Linked DNA regions of Mus musculus: region 1 is linked to region 2. A link is a contact called in public promoter capture Hi-C data. All regions are on one chromosome and are shown on one strand. Each heading gives the region's core, a stretch centred on a gene start, on an enhancer-like site or on the middle of the called end of the contact. The rest is flanking DNA. Distances are from core to core; before and after follow the strand shown.

What was found. Promoter capture Hi-C pulls out the DNA fragments that hold promoters and counts their contacts.
Region 1: a contact with region 2 is called in a promoter capture Hi-C map of pre-B cells, with 2.4 times the contacts expected there. The contact joins the enhancer-like site here to the promoter of Endou in region 2. A contact is called at or near these places in 8 of 39 promoter capture datasets (the 3T3-L1 cell line, 3T3-L1-derived adipocytes, the HPC-7 cell line and 4 more).

What each region holds. Positions count from the first base shown.
Region 1 is chr15:98,509,793-98,512,699 of GRCm38.p6, forward strand. No RefSeq gene overlaps it. Among named protein-coding and RNA genes, the nearest start is that of Snora34, 8.6 kb to the right of the region's middle. Within about 2 kb of position 1,464, at least 170 of the 459 cell types and tissues checked have an H3K27ac peak or open chromatin away from gene starts, as enhancers often do. A contact at or near this core is called in 3T3-L1-derived adipocytes, the HPC-7 cell line, hippocampal neurons and 1 more, where this site is marked.
Region 2 is chr15:97,729,648-97,732,813 of GRCm38.p6, forward strand. It overlaps Endou (endonuclease, polyU-specific), which reads right to left and starts at 1,758. Exons shown (of 10, transcript NM_001168693.1): 1 at 1,568-1,758. The coding sequence starts at 1,622.

The sequences.
Region 1 (2,907 bases), core at 214-2,713, 780 kb after region 2:
TCAGCAGACTCATATGAAGTGAATATGAAAAGACACTCCCATTTAATCCCCCGGAACATACTTCTAACATTTCATAAAGCACTGTTAGAAGCTGACGGTATGGCAGAGCAGTGGTGGTGCACGCCTTTAATCCCAGCACTTGGGAGACAGAGGCAGGAGAATTTCTGAGTTCGAGGCCAGCCTGTTCTACAGAGGAAGTTCCAGGACAGCCAGGGCTACACAGAGAAACCCTGTCTTGGAGGAGGAGGAGGAGGAGGAGGAGGAGGAGGAGGAGGAGGAGGAACTAGAATGATGATAGAATAGATAGATAGATAGATAGATAGATAGATAGTAGTTAGACAGATGGTAGGGATAGATGGATATTATTGATAGATAAATAGATGATAGATAACAGAAATGTGTAATTATATAGATATCGGTATAATGATACAAAGTGACCACCTTGGGCCTTTCCCAGGACACCAAATCCCCACCCCCCCGTCTCCAAACCACAGAAAATAGTAGGGCTACATAAATATTCCTGGGGTAATGCTACATAAATATTCCTAGGATAACATGATACAACAAATGTCCATCGCTGATCTTCCAAGGTGAAAACGAATTGCTCTTGATGCACTGCGTAAGGGCACTGACCCAAAGTCAAAGACAGTTCTCACACACACACACACACACACACACACCACACACACACACACACACACACACACCACACACACACACACACACACACACACACACACACACACACACACACACACACACACATTCACATGCCCCCACTCCACATGACAGACTCTGCGATACAGGCTTTCTCCAAATGCCGCGAAGACCACACGGGGGCGCTGTCGGGCTGTGTTTTGCCCATAGTTCATCAACTTATCTCCCAAGCAACCAAGCCTTTGGTGGGCAGGGGTGGTTCAAGACCCGAAATGTAGACACATTTACAAAGAGGTGTGTCGGAGCAGCCAGCCTCGGTCCCACGCAGCATCAGTACCTGCAATGCAAGCAGCGGCAGGTCTGGGGATTGAGGGAGCACGCCACTGCACGGTCCACAGAAGCCAACTGTTTCCAGCCCCTGCTGACCCCATGTGTTGTGCTGAACATCCACCATGGTCCCTAGAGGAACTGTTTACAATGGGAAGCCTGGCGCACTCTTAACTCTCAGACTATCCGCATTGTAGAGTTGTGTTTATTAACCGTCTCTGACGTTTCACCAGCATCGGCTCCATAATAAAAGGCGTCCCAGTGGTCACCTGGATCATTAGCAAGTGTTATCCCCGATTCTGTGGTCCCAGGACCTGTAAGCTTTGCTTTCAAGAATAGGTTATAATGGAGGCTAATTTTTTCTGCCTCCTACGCAGTCAGCAGGACACTTCACTATCTGCCTTGTCCCAGAGACTCAGTAACCAGATCCAGAGTAACTCCCCTGGGCTTTCTCTTGCTTTCCAAGTTCCTGCAAAGCCATTATAGTACAGGGAATATAAGCACATTTATCCTGTGGCTGTTCTCTGCTCCCGCACTGGACACCTTTGGCCCAGGCGCTACTTTCCTATTTCCCTAGCCTGGAATACAGCATCGCGTGGGACTTGCCCAGAGTCTGTTTTATTTTTTATTTAAAATAAAGAGGGGGGGGTGTTAATGAATTCATTCTCTAAAGCACAAGCAGACGCTTTTCATTTCTCTCTCAGTTCCCATTTTGTGCACTTCCGCTTCTCAGCACATTGTCTTGAGAACGCGGATTCTGTACTTCCGTGGGTGGGCTCGCATTGCTTTCTTCCCCGGCGTTAGGGATAGATAGTCCCATGGCACATGTGTGCTCTGCCTCTGAGCTACAGGCACAGGCAGTCCTTGAGTTATGAACACGCTTCCAACATCCTTACTTTGTGATTGTTTACCACAAATGGAAATTTAAGTGAGGCTTCCTGGCCTTAGAGGAGGTGAAAGATTTTTCTGTTTGTTTAGGTTTTTTTTTTTTTTTTTGCTTTTGCTTTTGAAACGGTTTCTCTGTGTAGCCCTGGCTGTCCTGGAACTTGCTCTGTAGAATAGATTTGCCTCGAACTCAGAGACCTGCCTACCTCTGCCTCCTGATGACAGGACTAAACGTGCCGTGATAAAAGGAATTTAGTCCACTCATAGAACAATCTGACTATTAACTGACAGGATTAGATTCTCTTTTTTAAGACCTATTTATTTATTTATTATGTATACAATGTTCCGCCTACATGTATGCTTGCAAGCCAGAAGAGAGCAAAAGATCACATTACAGATAGTTGTGAGCCACCCTGTGGTTGCTGGGAAACTGGGCACCTCTGGAAAAGCAGCCAGTGCTCTTAACCACTGAGCCATCTCTCCAGCTCCAGAATTAGATTCTTATTCAAAATTTAATCTAATTACTCTCTTCTCCCTATATAAATCCACCAGTGTCGAGTTTACGCACATATTACTATAGATGCTAATTCTGAATCTATAAAATAAAAATATTATGGTTGGTTTTAATGTCAACTTGTCGCAGATTAGAATCACCGAATACGGAGCCTCGCCTGAAGACATGTTCTGAAGAAGTTGATCTGACTGGTGTGGGAAGGCCCTCCCCTGATTGTGGGTGGGCCTGGTAGCAGCTCCGATAAAAAGGTTGTTTTGGTAGGACGTTATCTCCCCTTTGTTCCTTCTGGCCTTCCCTCTCGCCATGAGTTTGTTTGCCTGGGATACGGATGATTCTCTCTGATGTCAGAATCAGTATTTATAAGTTGTCATCAAGACTAGGTACCAACAGCTCCCCAGGAACCTTCTGGACCTCTGTGTGCCAGACCAGTACTAAGCCACCCTGCCTTGGGGATGGAGCAAATATCAGCTGTTGAACTGCCCCACCCACCCACCCACCCCCACCCACCCACCCACCCCCACCAC
Region 2 (3,166 bases), core at 508-3,007:
AATAAAGGTTGGTGCCAAGCCTGGATAGACAGAAGATCCCTATACATCAGCCCTCAGGCTCTTTGGCAACCGAGGCATCCCCACATGATGGTCTCTTAGGGAAACCCAGATGTTATTTCCATGGAAACCCAGTGAACCAAAAACCTTCACCTCCAAGACCAGCAGCTTCCTGCCTCTGTTTGCTTGAACCAGCCAAGGTCTTGGAAGGCATCTGGCTTGTAGACCATGGCCTGTGCCTGGCCATGACCCCTGGTGTGGCCAATACTTCGGTATCCATGTCTGAAGATGCTGGACGCTCACTCCTGCCCGCTGCTGTCTCTCCATCCCCTCTCCCCTCACCTCCCATCCATGTAACAGCAGAGGCTAACCATCACTTTCAGCCCTAGTAGCCCAGGGCTGCCTGAACCTCTAAAACCACTACAGCCATACCCTCGGGGACCTCCTCCAAGGACCAGATGTCTCCCACGCAGTCCTATCCCAAGCTCCTTGACCATCCATCCTCCTACACTAGTTAGTCCCACACGCTCTCCTCTATTCCCTCAGTGGGCAGACCTGAGGTAAGGTCCCGAGCTTACATAGGCTTCTTTCTTCTTCTTTCCCTTCCTCCTCTTCCATTCCAGCCCTAGGCAGAGCTGAGTCCTCGAAGAGATGCCTGTAGTGTTGAGAGCCATGGGAATGGCTTTTCCCCTCCATGCCTTCCCTATTTAGGAATCCCCCTGGGGTTTCTCTGTGCGTCCCCTGATGGGGAAGATCGCAAAATTCAGCTCCTCCTAGAAATCTTTATGCTACAGACCCAACAAGTCCCAACGGGCTGAGCCCTCGACTGCTCCTCCTGCCTTGACTTATCAGATCCTGTCCAGAGTCCGAGGCAGGAACACCCTGGGAGGCTGGAATGGCAGGAACTCTGACTCTCCTGGAGCTCAGCTCCCTCCCTTGGCTCTCCTCCCTACCACCCACTAGTCGCTAATTAACACAGCAGTAGCAGCTTTTGCACAGTTACAGAACAGGACAGTGTCCCTTTCCTCTTCCAGTCCCCATCTCCTTCCATCACTACCTGCAAATGCAAGGCCCATCCCTTCTCTACCTTTCAGCTCCCCTAACCTGGGGCAACCCCACCCCCACCCCATCACACTAACCAGTCATTTGTTCTTTCCCAAGTAGGACAGGGCTCACCTCTGAGTCAGGGGCTTTGGTTTCCTCCTGAGCCCACCCATCTCCTAACTCCCACCTATCACCAGGCAGCTGAAGAGCGAGTGACCAAGGGCATCCAGGTAACCCCAACTCAGCAACCTCCTTCCCTTCCAAACCATGTAGTAGCCCCAAGAAAACAAAACCTCATCCAAGTATGGAGTCTGGTTTTTCTAGTGATGTTGGAGCTGATCCTCCAAGATCTCAGCTCTGCAATCCCTCCACATCATTAGCCAACTTCAGAGCCTGATCCTGCAACCTCAAGCAAGGGCAGGTCAAATGGTCCACTGGGTTAGGACATCATTCATCCTGTTATGCCCCAGCACTCTGTTCTTTAGGCAACCCAGCCTACGCCCGTGCCCACCAGAGAATGACTTACCAGCCCAGGCTAGACCACAGAGCATAGCCACTATAAAAGGAACACGGGCCTTCATGATGCCACCTGCAGCAGAGCGGCCGTTGGACTTCCCACCACAATCAAGATGAACGTCACAGTGCCCAGATGAGCCGTATCCCTCAGGCCGATCCTTTTAAAGACACCAGGACTTGTGGATCTGGTGTGGCTGGATCCTTCCAGGAAGGAAAGGGGGGAGGGAGGGATCACAGATGGATAGGAGGTAGAGAGGAGGAGGAGGGGGAGGGGGAGGGGCCCCACAGCTGTTTGAAGCCTAAGAGAAGGTGACTAAGCAGGCAGGTCATGCCAGATGTTTAAAACAGGTAATGCTTGCTATTTGTAGCTGGAAAATAGGCCACACTAGCAGACGCAGCAAGATGAACCTAGTTTGGCAGGTTCTCTATTCAAGTGAGGAGCACTAATGTGTTCCTCTTTGGATGATCTATTTTAAACACCCACCTACCCCCAGTCCCAGACCTGGCCTGCTGGAGACTGTAGTTCTAGATTCCCATTCGAATGGCGGTGGTCACATAGCTGGTGCGTTTCTCATTCAGTATAGAAATCCCTTCCGTGATCCCAAGTGCTTGTGGGATTTTCCCTTGGGTGTCATCATGCTTGAAGAGGTAGAGGTGCATCCTCTCTGGACTGCTCATCTCCCCTCACAGATCTCGTTCTTAACCCCTAGGACTTTATAGCCTAAGATGGACCAGCACAGAGAAAATTAGTTAAGGGATCTGGAGGGAAAGACAGCAGGACACTAAGTCAGCAGTCATCAGCTCGTTCACGCAGAGGTAACTTGGGGAGAAACTTGGATTTCCTTCTGGCTAGGTTTTACAGCAACTTGGCACAAGTTAGGGTCATCTGCGAAGAAGATGCCCCCATAGGCAAACCCGTGAGGCGTTTCCATGGTGGATGACTGACATGGGAGGTCCAGCCCACTGTGGGCGGTGCCAACCTTGGCCACGTGGTCTTGGGTTGTATAAGAAAGCAGGCTGACCAAGTCACGGGAGCAAGCCAGTGAGCAGCGTTCCTCCATGGCTTCTACTTAAGTTCCTACCTTAGGTTCCTGCCCTCAGTGATGAGTTGTGACTGGAAGATTGTAAGACAAATTAAACCTTTTCCTCTTCAAATTGTTTCGGGTCGTTTTACCACAGCAATAGAAACCTTAATTAAGACGGATGCTCACAGCATTGTATACAAGCACCCAGAAAAGGTGGAATGCACCCCCAACAGGATTTTCTATCTGCTGGTCATCTAGGAACCCCACCGCTTCCCCTCCTCGGCTCTCTTGCAGCTAGATGCTCACTTAGGCTTCTATCTTGACAAGCTTTTCCAGGGAGCCACTATGGAAACTCCAGAAAACTGGGACCAGCGTGGGGAAGGATCCAGGGAGGTGCATGGTGAAGGGTGAGGGGAAAGAATGCTAAGGGAAAGAGGCCAAGGCTGCTAGGGCTCAGGGCAGGCAGCCATCAGAAATGTTGGAAGTGGGTATCCTGTTTGGTGATAGCTATCCAGCCGCCATTTTATACTAAGTGCTATGTTGTAACGGGGTTTAGACCTTAACAATTCTCCCTGTGAGTTATA